5 separate regions of the Mus musculus genome follow, and all the other regions are linked to region 1. The links are chromatin contacts, called in public promoter capture Hi-C maps. All regions are on one chromosome and are shown on one strand. The core of a region is the stretch at or near the end of the contact, and the rest is flanking DNA. Distances in the headings are between cores, read along the strand shown. Region 1 holds the start of Gfra4 (glial cell line derived neurotrophic factor family receptor alpha 4). Region 2 holds the start of Pank2 (pantothenate kinase 2). Region 3 holds the start of Mavs (mitochondrial antiviral signaling protein). Region 4 holds the start of Ap5s1 (adaptor-related protein 5 complex, sigma 1 subunit). Region 5 holds the start of Cdc25b (cell division cycle 25B).

Evidence for each region. Promoter capture Hi-C pulls out the DNA fragments that hold promoters and counts their contacts. Capture Hi-C pulls out chosen DNA fragments and counts their contacts.
Region 2: a contact with region 1 is called in a promoter capture Hi-C map of the HPC-7 cell line. The contact joins the promoter of Pank2 here to the promoter of Gfra4 in region 1. A contact is called at or near these places in 22 of 39 promoter capture datasets (the 3T3-L1 cell line, 3T3-L1-derived adipocytes, the C10 cell line and 15 more), 5 of 484 Hi-C or Micro-C datasets (the HL-1 cell line, the HPC-7 cell line, bone marrow-derived macrophages and 1 more), 7 of 115 datasets of contacts at active chromatin or transcription factors (bone marrow-derived macrophages, embryonic stem cells, extraembryonic endoderm stem cells and 2 more) and 4 of 9 other capture datasets (adipose tissue, liver, macrophages and 1 more).
Region 3: a contact with region 1 is called in a promoter capture Hi-C map of embryonic stem cells. The contact joins the promoter of Mavs here to the promoter of Gfra4 in region 1. A contact is called at or near these places in 13 of 39 promoter capture datasets (the 3T3-L1 cell line, 3T3-L1-derived adipocytes, the C10 cell line and 9 more), 2 of 484 Hi-C or Micro-C datasets (bone marrow-derived macrophages and embryonic stem cells), 9 of 115 datasets of contacts at active chromatin or transcription factors (astrocytes, bone marrow-derived macrophages, craniofacial prominence and 4 more) and 3 of 9 other capture datasets (adipose tissue, macrophages and pancreatic islet).
Region 4: a contact with region 1 is called in a promoter capture Hi-C map of adipose tissue. The contact joins the promoter of Ap5s1 here to the promoter of Gfra4 in region 1. A contact is called at or near these places in 12 of 39 promoter capture datasets (the 3T3-L1 cell line, 3T3-L1-derived adipocytes, the C10 cell line and 8 more), 2 of 484 Hi-C or Micro-C datasets (bone marrow-derived macrophages and embryonic stem cells), 7 of 115 datasets of contacts at active chromatin or transcription factors (astrocytes, bone marrow-derived macrophages, differentiating embryonic stem cells and 3 more) and 2 of 9 other capture datasets (adipose tissue and pancreatic islet).
Region 5: a promoter capture Hi-C map of macrophages shows a contact between it and region 1, with 5 read pairs. The contact joins the promoter of Cdc25b here to the promoter of Gfra4 in region 1. A contact is called at or near these places in 12 of 39 promoter capture datasets (the 3T3-L1 cell line, the C10 cell line, the HPC-7 cell line and 9 more), 8 of 484 Hi-C or Micro-C datasets (the G1E-ER4 cell line, Sertoli cells, bone marrow-derived macrophages and 4 more), 13 of 115 datasets of contacts at active chromatin or transcription factors (the 230-238 cell line, the NIH/3T3 cell line, bone marrow-derived macrophages and 7 more) and 5 of 9 other capture datasets (adipose tissue, embryonic stem cells, liver and 2 more).

Annotation. Positions count from the first base shown.
Region 1 is chr2:131,041,418-131,043,936 of GRCm38.p6, reverse strand. It overlaps Gfra4 (glial cell line derived neurotrophic factor family receptor alpha 4), which reads left to right and starts at 1,255. Exons shown (of 6, transcript NM_020014.2): 1 at 1,255-1,327; 2 at 2,179-2,519. The coding sequence starts at 1,255.
Region 2 is chr2:131,261,238-131,263,756 of GRCm38.p6, reverse strand. Pank2 (pantothenate kinase 2) reads right to left here and starts at 1,257. Exons shown (of 7, transcript NM_153501.2): 1 at 942-1,257. The coding sequence starts at 1,188.
Region 3 is chr2:131,232,804-131,235,322 of GRCm38.p6, reverse strand. Mavs (mitochondrial antiviral signaling protein) reads right to left here and starts at 1,260. Exons shown (of 7, transcript NM_001206385.1): 1 at 1,196-1,260.
Region 4 is chr2:131,209,097-131,211,615 of GRCm38.p6, reverse strand. It overlaps Ap5s1 (adaptor-related protein 5 complex, sigma 1 subunit), which reads right to left and starts at 1,256. Exons shown (of 3, transcript NM_001291031.1): 1 at 935-1,256; 2 at 143-353. The coding sequence starts at 318.
Region 5 is chr2:131,185,688-131,188,206 of GRCm38.p6, reverse strand. It overlaps Cdc25b (cell division cycle 25B), which reads right to left and starts at 1,259. Exons shown (of 16, transcript NM_023117.4): 1 at 827-1,259; 2 at 1-101. The coding sequence starts at 1,026.

The sequences.
Region 1 (2,519 bases), core at 6-2,505:
TGGGGAGATGACATCATTGGTGAAGTTCCACACAAGCATGAGAACCCGAGTTCAACCCCCAGCAAAACCATTAAAAGCTGAGTGTAGCAACCCCACGTGTGTGTGTGTGTGTGTGTGTGTGTGTGTGTGTGTGTGTGTGTGTGTATGTGTGCATGTGCCTGTGTGGTGAGTGCATGCCTTGTCAGAGGCTTCCTGAGGAGAGACAACACACATGCCTCTTCATCTTAGACAGGCAACTGACACTGGGCCAGAGAAATAAATCCATCAAAGTTCAACTTGGCAAATACTTATTTGGGGGGAATTTGTTATTATTATTTTTACTCATTATTTGAGTTTATTGGAATTACTTACAGGGGTATAATTGTCAAAAATCACCCACTTAGACATGGGTGGTGAGCCTAGAGCAGTGCAGGGCTGGCGGGTAGCCTGCCTGCTGGGATGTCTTCTTTCAGCCGTTGCCTGTAACCCTGAGGAGAGGCCTTGTGAATCTCACATGTTTCAGCTCTTCTGGACTTGAGAGGTTTAATTCTTGCTTAATTTTTGAGTCTCAAGAAGTTCCCCTACCCCTGTCCCCAGGAGAAACTAACTGTTCCCACTAGGAGCCAATGGCTTGTGCACAGCAGGCAGTCCAGTACTCTGGATCTATCCAGTAACTTCAGGCCCTGGCTTAGTGACTTTGGATCCACCTGAAGGTGCTGTCCGGGGGTGGAGACAGAGTGAAGAGAGCAGGATGTTATTTCCTCTCTAAAGCTGGGAGTGCACCTGTCAGCAGGTGCCTGCTGCCTTCCAGGCTTAGCTGGTCCTAGGAAGAGACATCTGTCCAACTGGGGCTCTCTCTGCCAATCGTCATGGCCCACTGCATGGAGTCTGCACTGCTGCTGTTGTTGCTGCTGGGTGAGAGCCTGTCTCCTCCTTGGCCCTGGCCCTGGCCCCTGCCCTCTCTAGCCCTAACCATCAGGGACAAGGTGGGATTGTAAAAGTGACCAAAGAAAAGGCTGGGTTGCTGAAGGGATGCTCAAAATTGGCTTGTGCTTTGTGGCCGAGGATCTGTCGCAATATGCCACCCCCGCTGTGCAATGCCTTGTACCCCATCTTCCCATTCAGCTGAGCCACCCTTCCCAAATCTAGCCTTGATACCTGTGCCCCGGGGATTTTCTTTTTCCTTTCCTCCCCCTGACCAAATGTGGTCCTCAGAGCTCCTGCTCTTGGGAGTCCCCTACTGATTCATGGTGGCTCTTAGAGCAGAGACACGCCATGTTGAGAAGAGCACATTTGATGGATGAGAGGCCAGGTCAGGCGATTTTCCTGGGTCTGGGAAGCCAGAGAGGTAAGAAGGTGGGAAAAGGAAGTGTCATAAACCTGAATTTGGTGACTTGGCTGGATTTACGTATGTCCACTGGCAAGTTCGGACACAGCTGCTACTCCAACAGAGGCAGGCATTCTCTTTCCCCGGAATGGGTTGTCATCTGTGACATAAGTTATATAAGTCTTCACTGAAACTACTGATAAACGGTCAGGTCTGTCTCAGGACGGTCTGCCATCAGGGGTCTGGTCTGTCTGAATCTACTTCTGGAAGCCAGGGTCTGAATGTGCTGTTCAATATACAATACCTGTCGAGAATCCAATGCTCACAATCCCCTTCTGTGGTCCGGAGCCAGAGTCCCTCTCATTGAGCTGAGTTAGACCAATAAAGAAGCATGTGGACAGGGGTCAGGAGGCACAGGTCAGGATGGGAGGAGGGCCAGAAACCTGTAGATATACTCACGGGGTTTCCATGTGTCAGAGAAGGGACCATCCGCGTGTCAAGAGGAGAATGGGGAGTGCTATGATTAATGTGTCCATTAAGCCTCAGTGTCCTGTCAGGCAGAGCTGGGGAGGATAGTAGGGGCCCAGTAGCCCCTCTGTGGATGCATGGGCCATTTCTGGAGATGGTGGTGGAGGCTGAACCTCAGCTTCTGGGGAAAGGTCAGGCCCAATCTCTGAATACTGCATCCATTCACATCCTGGGTAGATAGATATCCCTAGTGCCTGCTCATGCCCCTTCTTCAAGATCAACGGGTCACGCCTATGGGCCACACTCTCTCCCCTTGGGTTTGGGTACCCCTTCCCCAAAAATTCAAGGGTGTGGAATGTGGAGAACCAAGCACGGAGGACTGCAGCCTGCCCGCCCTTCACCAGGGTCTGCGAGCTTTACCGACGGGAATCGCTGCGTGGACGCGGCCGAGGCGTGTACAGCAGACGAGCGGTGCCAGCAGCTGCGCTCTGAGTACGTGGCACGATGCCTGGGCCGGGCAGCGCCCGGGGGCAGGCCGGGACCCGGGGGCTGCGTGCGCTCCCGCTGCCGCCGAGCCCTGCGCCGCTTCTTCGCGCGTGGGCCTCCGGCGCTCACGCATGCGCTGCTCTTCTGCGGCTGCGAAGGCTCCGCGTGCGCCGAGCGCCGGCGCCAGACTTTCGCGCCCGCCTGCGCGTTCTCCGGCCCGGGGTTGGTGCCGCCCTCTTGCCTGGAGCCCCTGGAGCGC
Region 2 (2,519 bases), core at 8-2,507, 220 kb before region 1:
CTCCCAAGTGGCTGGTATTATAAAATCTCTTACAAGTCGAGAAAAGAAAAAAAAAATATATACATATAGTGATATAAAGTACTAAACATACATACATACATACATCCTCCAAACCTTCCATGGCAAAACAGAGCTACATCCAATCGCTCAAATCATCGATAAAAGCAACTGGGGTGGGGGTGAGCAGGTAGGGCTGGGCGCGGACTATCCAACAGACCTCACACATCAAGCCACTTCCCGTAATTCTCATAGCCTGCCTGCACTCAGCATTTACCTTCCTCATACCGTAATCTGATATCCAGGTCTTAACCACATGTAAAACACAGACAGCTATGCTGAAAAGTTCCTATTACAGTATTAGGACAATTGACACTTTCAGCAGTAGTCGTGGATGCTAGACAACAGCCCTAAAGGCTTTAAAGGGGAGAAAACACACAAGACAAGAAACACAAATTGGTAATAAAATGAGAACCCGATTCTCTGAAAAGAGTAACTCCCTAGGCTTAAGAGTAACTGAGGAACAGGTCGACTCCCTTCCAAAGAAAAGGCTTTACTGCCCAGAATGCTATGGCTGAAACCGGAATTCCCGTGAACTAACGGAAGGGAAACGGGGGAAAACCTCTGGATGCGAGATGACCTGAATTCTCTCGGGAAGAAAACCGAGCAAAGCTTAGAAGCGTATCGAGCCCAGAGTCGAGTTTTGGGCCTGCTGCGCCTCAGGGGCATTTTCTAGCAACCTCCAAATTAATCACCATAGAAAAGGCTTCAGTTGTGAGCGCGATGGATGATTCAAAGGGACTTGGGAGAGGAGGAGCCTTCTCAAGAAAAAAAGAGGGAGTCTCAGGAAAAGAACACCCCAGGGGACAGGGAGGAAGTGGCGGGGAGCCCTCGCGCGGGCACCGCCGGCGCGCAAACAACGACGGCCGTGCCGGGGCACTTACGCGGCCGCCTCTTCCGGAGGCCTTCGGCGCGCGGGCGGCCGGCCGAGGTGGAGCCGCCTAGAGAGCCGGGCCGCTCCCGTCTCACACTCTCCGCCTCCCCGGACCCCGACGGCGCCGCGCTACTCGCCCGGCGCCTCAGCGGGTCCCGCCTCCGCGCTTCCGAGTCCGCAGACTCGCCGACCGCGGCTGAGGTGGCGGCAGCCCTGCCCTGGCGCTCCATAGGCGCGCCAAACCGGCCCGCTCCCATCCGCAACAGCCGCCGCTGCCGCCCGAGCCAGCCCCCCAGCGCCGCCTTGCCGCCTCCGCGCAGCCCGCTGGAGCGCAGGCGCACGCCGGCTGCCGCCTTTTCCGTTGCGCCAACGTGCAGCTAGCCAATCCGAGCTGGCTAGGGGCGGGTTCCAGAGGTCTTGTCCAATAGGCTCCCAGACTCCAGCCGAAGAGACCGCGCCACCATCCAACGACAGGCACTCTGGACGGATGAAGGCGGGGTCAGCGCAGGCTGGGAGCGATCGTGGAGGGGCCCAAAGGATTTGAGTGAGGGGCGCCCTCTCTTGTGCATCCGCGAGAGCGGTGGCCAAGCTGCTCCCCTATTCCCTAGAACTCCAGGGAGTCTACTATCTCTTCTCTGTTCACGAATCACTCCTTCCTCCCGCCCAATAGAGCCCCCGAAGCTACTGAGAAGTGTTAACAGAAGGAAGGACTCTGAGCTGCGACTAACCTTAGCCTTTGTCCCCGGGTCTGGTTCTATAGCTGCAGTAGGAGCCACACTACAGTCCACAAAGTACAAGCACCGTCTCTTCCTTTGTGCTATGACTTCATTCCCAGTACCAGAAGGAATGAAAAGACTGAGGTTTGTCTCCATGACAACTGGCGGGAGGAGGTGGATTCTAAATCCTTCACCTACTCCCCTTCCTGAAGAAGGCAGTATGAAGGCTTGGAAGTTAGGTTGGTTGGGGTTGTTGTTGTTGTTGGGGTTTTTGTTTGTTTGTTTTTCTTTAATGTGTTTGAGCATTTTTCATGCATGTATGTCTGTGACCCTGGTGTGTGCCTGATGGTCGCTGAGGGCAGAAGAAATCGAGGGATTTCCCCATATGGATCCCAGGAATCTAACCCAGACCTCTGCAAGAACAGCAAATGCTCTTAATCACTGAACCATAGCTCCAGACCCCTGGGTTTTTACAGAAGATGGATTTTTTTTTTAAATCGTTTGCCCTTCCCAAGTGCCCTAACCCTTGATATCCCACCCAGATATACCCCTGAAGCATTCCCTCAGTCCCTCAATTTTAAGTGACTGAGGCTTTCTCACAATTTCCTAAGTACCTTTCTTGGGAGGAGATAATGTCCCTTGAATAACAGCCCTCTTACCTTCTAACTTACTCCCTCACTAATAGTTCCGGCCTGAGCTTCTCTTGTGAATGCTGAAAAACACTCCCATACTTGCTCCAAACTAGTACCCCACAGTGTAGAATTAACTCTGGAAACCTTATTTCCTAACTTGAAATTCCAGCTTCCGCAGGAACACACACACACACACACACACACACACACACACACACACTGGATCTAACAAAAATCAGG
Region 3 (2,519 bases), core at 11-2,510, 190 kb before region 1:
CCCCTTTCCCAGGTCACCTAGAAAGATGTGACGATGAGGGAGTCAAATTATTGGTTTTCTGCAGTCCAACCACAACTCTGAATGCAGCCTGGGGGCGGGGAGTGGCATGGAGCCCCACCAAAAGCAGAGGAAGCTCACAGTTATTCATTTCTCGAAGGTTCTCTGTTAACAGAGGCAGCCTGAGGTCCTTTTACTTATGTCCTTTAACACAATCACAAGAGAGGAAGTGATACCAAGCTACACGGCTGACCTGCAGTGTGGAATTTGTACCCAGACTTGTTGCCATGACCTAACAGCATAGAGGTCCCTGCAGCAGGAAAACCACAAAGCCCCTCTTTACACCAAGGTCACTGCCTGGGGATGTGACTATAGGGTGAGAAGATGCAGCATTTAGGCTCTTTGAAGACATAAAAGTCTCTCAGACACAACTGGCATCAATGCTGCCCTTACTGACATTCACCTGAGTTCTGAGATCGAGGCTGAATGCCCTTCAAGTTTTTGAAGCTTCCCGGTATCCAAAGAACATTGTTTTCTGCTTTCTTTTGATTTCATCCTTTTCCTCAAACTTCTTTCTTATATCAGACCCTTTCTTATAACAGAAAGGGAGGTGGCAAGAGTGTCCTGGACACAGCAAAGCTTCCGACCTGACTTCCACAGAGCTTCTGTCCGGGTCGTGGAAATAAATATCCACACTCCCGAGGGACAAGTCTCCTGGCCTCGGACTAGATTCCTGTCGGGACTCAGGTCTCCAAGTGCAGGGAGGCTGTTTTGAACAGATGTTATTGCCTGCAACTGCCCAGATCCAGGATCAGGCCGTAGCCCGGACTGGCAGGCCTACTCCCTGGCGCGGCTGCCACAGGTCGTTGCTCGTAGCCAGGCCTCGCTCGAGTCACCAGGGCCTGGGAGAAGCAGGGGGCACTCCGAGGTTCTTTCTGTCCAGCCTGGGCAAACTCTCGGCACCACCTACCTGCTTGCTAAAGGTGCTGGATGCGGATCAAGGAACTGCCGGGGTCGCGAATCCGTGTGTGGCCGACCTCATTCTCCCCTAGTTCAGGAGCCTCTCCGACCCCACGCGCCCAGGCCCAGGGCGCCCATGCGGACTCCCAGGCGTAACTGGCCCTAGCCAAGGTTCCCTCCCTGAAGGATCTCAGTGAACACAGAGTCCTGAGCACCGACGCCCAGGCTGCAAACTTACCAAGAGAAACCAGACTAGGCAACAGGTTGACCGCGTTCGACTGTGCAGAGCCCTCGCAGATGAAGGGGGCGGGACGAAGCCAGCCACGCAGCTATTGGTCAGGCGTGGGGAGGAGGGGCGGGATCGGAAGCGCAGTCATTGGCCTGGCAGAGCCAGACTGTGATAGAGTTGGAAGTACGGCTGTTGGCTGGGCTGGGGATGCCTGGGCGGAGCTGAGCTAGGCCGGTCGCAGGGCCAGTGGATGAGTCCTGATGTTCCGGAGCGGCTGGTCTAGCGGCTGGTGCCCCGCAGGCCTTGCTTGAGGTCTCTTCTGATTTCCTGCAGGTGCATTAGGGAGATTGTTTCTTCCTGCTTAGTCTAGAACACTTTTCAGGGGAAGTCCAGATACCCAGAAAACTGCAGTTCTTAGATTCCGTTCCATTCCTCAGGCAAAGCAGATCTTCTAGCCAAGTACTGGAGGAGAGAGGGTCTTCATGTGATCTGCTCCTATGTCTCCAGTGCTCCATAAACGTAGTGTCGCACAAAATGTCATAGGGACATGAGTGCCTAGCCAGATGACACCAGCTGGGCTGGTAGGAACAGGATGCAGCAAAAGACTGCATCTATCTGGGGATATGCACCAAGCTACAACCGCTTATAGCTCCAACACCAGGGTAACCCGACTCCTCTGACCTCCACTGGCTTACAGAGACAAAGGAACGAAAGCTTTTCGCTTCCAGTCAATTCTTTCAACCAGAAGTAAAAAACGAACATAGTTAAAAAGAAATCAGTTACCTCAGCACGGCTAGATGGTAGAAATGTCTTATAACTCGATGTAGGTGGAGAGTACGCAGCTGGAGCACATGTAAAAATATATCAACTGGGGCTGGTGAGATGGCTCAGCAGGTAAGGGCACTTTTTGCCAAGCCAGAGATCTGAGTCTGACCACTGTAATCTGCATAATGGAAAGAGAACTAACTCCAAAAAGCATTGGCATTTATCACCCCTCCCATCATAAATATAAAACAGGAAAAAAGCTGAAAAATGCATCAATGACATACTTAATGCTATAATCTCCTATCTAATACAGTTTTAAAGACAAGCCTAAGGGAGCACTGAGGTTAGAGCTGCCACCATGCTGGAACTCTTTGAATGAAATTAGATTTTATTACTGTTTGTTTTAGTTAGGGTTCCCGTTGCTATGAAGAGACATCATGAGCATGGCAACTCTTAGAAAATTTAATTGGCATTTGCTTACAGTACAGAGGTTTAGTTCAATGTGGTCATGGCAGGAAGCAAGGTGAAGTAGGCACCATAGCAGGCAGACATGGTGCTGTAGAGGGGC
Region 4 (2,519 bases), core at 7-2,506, 170 kb before region 1:
TCATAGTGATACTTTATAAACAATGGAGGACAACTGGGGGAAACATTCAGATTTTTGGTCTTCCTGTTTGCCTGTCCTATTCCAGTGTCCCTTATTACTACCTCTGTGTTCAATGAAGCTTGGAGCTGGGCTGTGTGATTACCTGGCCACTGCCAAAATCTGTTCCTTGCGGAAGAGCCTGTCCCTTTCTGCACCATGTGACCGTGGATCATCGGGTGATTTCTCAGCACCAAAGACACAGGAATAGAGCACTCGGCAAAGGCCTGTATCTTCCAAATTCGGGGCCCTCAGAGTGTGGATGAGGAAAGCGTGGACCATAGCTCCAGGGTGGGTGCTCCAGGAAAGCCAGAGACCTAGATGGTGAAAGTGAATCCCCTGCTAAGGAGGCACCCTAATGAGGGGTGTGGCCTGGGAGTGTGTCCAGAGATTGTGTGGCTAGACAGCGATCACCATCTAGATCTGCCTAGCCTCTGAATAATCTAGTGCCTGCTCTGCATCACAGAACAAGGGCCATCCATAGCTGGACATATCTCCTATGTCGCTAAACCTACTTCTGCAAAACTGTCAGGGAATCTCCAAATGCATACGGGTCATGCGAGTGCAGGAAAAACTGAGAACTAAAAAAAAAAAAATCAGAGACCACAGCTGAATGCCAAGTCTGCTCCCGGAACAAAATAACCCAGCCTCCATACCGGGCTCCATTGAGACAACTTTTAGTATGGAGTGTGAGAGGGGAGTCTTCATCAGTGACACTTGGTTTTGAATGCAGGAACATGTCTTTGTTTTAGGAAACACTCAAGAAAATACCTCTAAAATGCCGCATCTGCAACCGATTCACATCGGCTGGGACAGAGTGAGCGGGGCAAACCTTACCCAAAGGGATCTACCGAGATAACCGAAATCATTTCAAAAAGAAAGACGTGGTGGCACGTACCTGAAATCCCAACCCTCGGGAGGCGGAGGCAAGAGAATCAGGAATTCAAGTCAGCCACAGATACACAGAGAGAGAGCCTGGCCGCTCTGGGCAAAGCGAGAGTGGCAGCCCCCGGTCTCAAGGCTGAGGAGAAACAGTGTTTAGCCACAGCTAAAGCTAAACAGACCAAGAATTCAAAGTTACCCAACAGGAAATTTAGCAAGCCCGCTTCAGGAAGGGAACCTAGATTTGCAGACTTTGACCTCTGGTCACCCTTCTGCCGCCAGCTGAGCGCGTCATTACCCCAGGGCACCACGTCCTCCTCCCACTATCTGCCCCAGTTGCGTCACTGCCTCGCGCGGGCAGCAGCGGCGCGCTGAACTCTGGGGTTTGTAGTTCAGCCATGGGCCTGTGGTCCCGGCGTGGTCCTCGACTTCCCGAGGACGTACACGCTTCTGACCAGCCGATCCCCTCGGCTGCGGGGGCGCCCTGGAGGGCTCATGGCTACGGAAAGCTTCTTTGAAGGCGCTAGAAAGCCCTTGATCAGCTGCGGCCTGGCCACTGCGAGGGCGACCGCCAGGGGGCGCTGAGGACCCCGGCGGCGTGCGCGGAACTGTCCAAGGAAGCCTCCGCTCGGCTGTCCTCAGGCCAAGCTCTGTGCAGTAGTAATGACCGAATTGCAGGAGCAGAAGTCTGCCTGCTGAAACGCAGTCATGAGTTTACATTTGAACCAATGGCCCAAGAGGTGTTTGGGACACACACATTCCTTTAACTCTGAAAGGCATGGGAATTCCTTAGGCTTTCTAAGGCAGGTCTACAGTCACTTGACTAGTGTCTGAGGACAAAAAGAAAGATTTGAGTGGCCCAGGCAGGGGTTCTGAAGAAAGCCCCTCATTAAGGACTGCATCCTGAACCCTCTAGGCCATAAGAACTAGGGCAGTTTCAGGGGACTGGTACTGCATATGCTGCGAGTGTTTCGATCTCAGATGCAATACAAAAGGATGGGTCCAGGCAGAGTGGTGTCTCAATCAGAGAGCTAGGGAGTTATGTTTGCTCCATTCTTGGCAGAAGTTCCTTGTCCCCGGTCCCTATCACTCTGGGCCAGGCCTCATGTCTGCCAGCAGATTGTAGCAAAGAACTGGCAGAGAGGTCTGTGGCAGCTGGGGGGCCACTTGGCATTGAGAGCATGATATCCTGGCCTCTCTTCACTGTTCAGACAGTCCATATCAAGTCCCAAAACCACTGGAAACTACTAATCTTGTGTGGGATGTGGGGAGAAGAATGCACTGAGCCAGTACCCTGGAGGACAGTGGGGGACCCAGGCAGAGGTGGTACAACAGATGACTTCCCTGGTCAGTGCTGGAGGCAGGCAGAACTGGAGGGCTCACCTGATGTGGGTGTGCCCTGGGAGATACTTGCCCTGTGGCCATTGGCCTCTTTTGACCTTTGCTTCAGAGAGTCTGTTGGGTCCCTGGAAACATGCGTGCATGCCACCTCAGACATGGTCAAAAGCAGCCAGCCTAACAGTGTCTACTTCATGTTAGCAATGTGCCTGGCCATCTAGCAAACCCACTGAAGTAATAATTTACTTTGAATTCTTCCTTCT
Region 5 (2,519 bases), core at 10-2,509, 140 kb before region 1:
ACTCAGATGACAGGGAGCACTCAGAGGTGCGCCTGGACAGGGATAGGTCTGCCAGCCTGTTCTGGAACGACAGGCTTCCTACTTGAGCTTTTGGAGGCTCACTAGGAAAGGAGAAGAGGCACAGAGGAGGAGAAAAAGAAATGGATGTTGGATTTGGAAGCTGATGGGTCCATGCTCCCATGTATTCCCTAACTATGACAGGCCCATTATCACGGAGAGGTGATCCTAGGACTAGCCTGTATCTCAGGTCAAAGATTTTCATTCCACTGAGGCCCAGGAGCGTCTTCTCTGGTTTGACTGGTTCAGGAAAGACCCTTCTAAGGGTCTGGAAGAGCGAGGAGGATGGGCAGGAGACAGTCCAGAAGCTCTGTAGACCATTCTCCTGCTTGTCACATCCTCACCTATCCAGCGTTTTCCTGGAGGCAACAGCTAAGCAAGACCTGGCTTTCTAGTGCAGCTGGACCACCCACCTGGGACCCCACAGGCACGGTTAAGGAGGTGGTCAGTCTTTTGTCAGTTTAAGCCTTAGGCAGATACTGGGTGCTTTCAAAGAGCAGGGCACAACCTTTTAAGACCCACTTCTATGCCAACCTCATGGTCCTCTGCCTAAGGATAGTGTGCAGGAGGCACAATGAAGGAGCAGTGAGGTAAATGATCCTTAGACGTTCATATCGAGGGTGTAAGTCGCATAGAGCACACTCGTCCCATGTCACTGAAACAAGGCTAAAGGGGTTGGAGTTCTGCACTTCTAAGCTCTGGTGCCTAGTCTCTCCTGATCCGGGCCTCCCATTCCACTACCACACCCAGCTCCCTTGGGGCATCCTACCTGCCGAGCCCAGCGAGGTTGTGCATGGTCTGTGTAAGAGTGGTAACCGGAGAGGAGGAAGCTGTAGGCTCCGGAGACCCCAGGAAGCCATCAGACTCAAACTCAAAGACCGAGAGGTGGCGCGGCCGCTGAATGCCACCCAGCACGCGGGCAGGACTGAGAGCTGAACCCGGCGCAGACTTCTGCAGGGGTACCTCCATCGTGGCGGGGCGGGCAAAGGCTAGCTAGAGGGCCACAGTACAGCGGCCAGCAGACGCCGACCCAGCTGGCTCAGCTCCGAGAGTGAGCCTGGGGTGAGGGGAAGGAGGGAGGGAAGGGAGGGAGGAAGAGCAATGGGCCTGGGAGTGAGGAGAGGGATGTGGGGAGGAAGGGAGGGGAGGACGCCGAGCTGGGCAGCTGCCACCTCCACCTCCTTATATATTCGAAAAATAACAGCGGCAGCGCCGCCAGACGCCACCAATGGGGGCGCCGGTTCCGGGAGGGCGGGACCAAGGGCGGGGCTGAGGCTGAGGCTGGACCAGCTACTTCTGCTCGCCTGGCTTCTTAGGGTGACTCGGGGAGTTGGGTTAACCCCCTGCCCCACACGTACCGCCCCGGCCCCGCCCGCTCCCATTGACGCGAGAATCCTGGGCCTCCAGGATATTGCCTCCTGGAACAGGGTTTGGAGGTGGGAGCAGCCCTCTACCCTCAGAGGGAGTAGTCATCCCCTAAGGTGGCCTCATAAGGAGCCCTCAACGTTTACCATCATGCACGTTCATCAGTAAGGGACGGTGCGACGCTCTGCTTGAGCCCAGGACGTTTGCCAAGTATGCTGTGAGCACTGCGTTCCCTGTCCAGTTCACAGACCCCAGCGTTGAAAAGCTCTTTAACTCGTTTAAGGTCACAGGTTCGGTTGAGTGGCAGAGACATAGAAGCTCCCTCAGGGACTCCGCTGATGGTGCAGCCTCCTGTCATCGCCCCTGGACCTCACAGAGCAGCTGCAGTCGTTTGCTGGCAGCCCTTTGCGAGGCACAGTGGAACTGCTGGGTTCTGGGGCACCAGAGTTTAGATGTGACCCCACTGAGCCTATTCTCCTGAGAATTAGACGCTTAGATTTAGGCAATGATTTCTGCAACACACAGTTGGGACATGCCACCAGAGAACCCAACTAGGGGGAAAAAAATCTCACACCCACTTGGCTAATTTGGGGTTAATAGCACCATATTTAGTGTTTCTTTGAAGGTGAAAGAGGCTGAATTTGCTATTAGTTTACAATGAGCGTTTTCTAATGACCTAATCACCTTGCAGCTGAGTCTGTTTTCCTGGAATGAGCTGGGAAGGACCTAGTGGGCAGTTGAGAACTTTTTCAAATTCTGCAGTGAAGGTGTGGCTTCTGGGACGGGTTGTGGGGTGCAGTACAGGATGTAGGAGCTGAGAGCAGCCTTCACTGTTTTAACCACCACCAGGTAGGGATGGCAAAAGGGTAATGAAGGGTAGGGATGGGGTCTAAGAGGTTCAGCTGTGTGTGAAGGAGGACGACACTAGCCACACCTGAGTGCAGTGACCAAAGTAGGAGCCATGACCGCTCTTTTCTTTCAACATTTTGCCCAGTTCCTGTGCTATGTTAGGAACTTATATACTGCTATTGGGGACCCATTTCTTATTCCTGTCAAAGGACAAGGTCCAGACCTACAGCCCTTAGTGCCAGCACAGG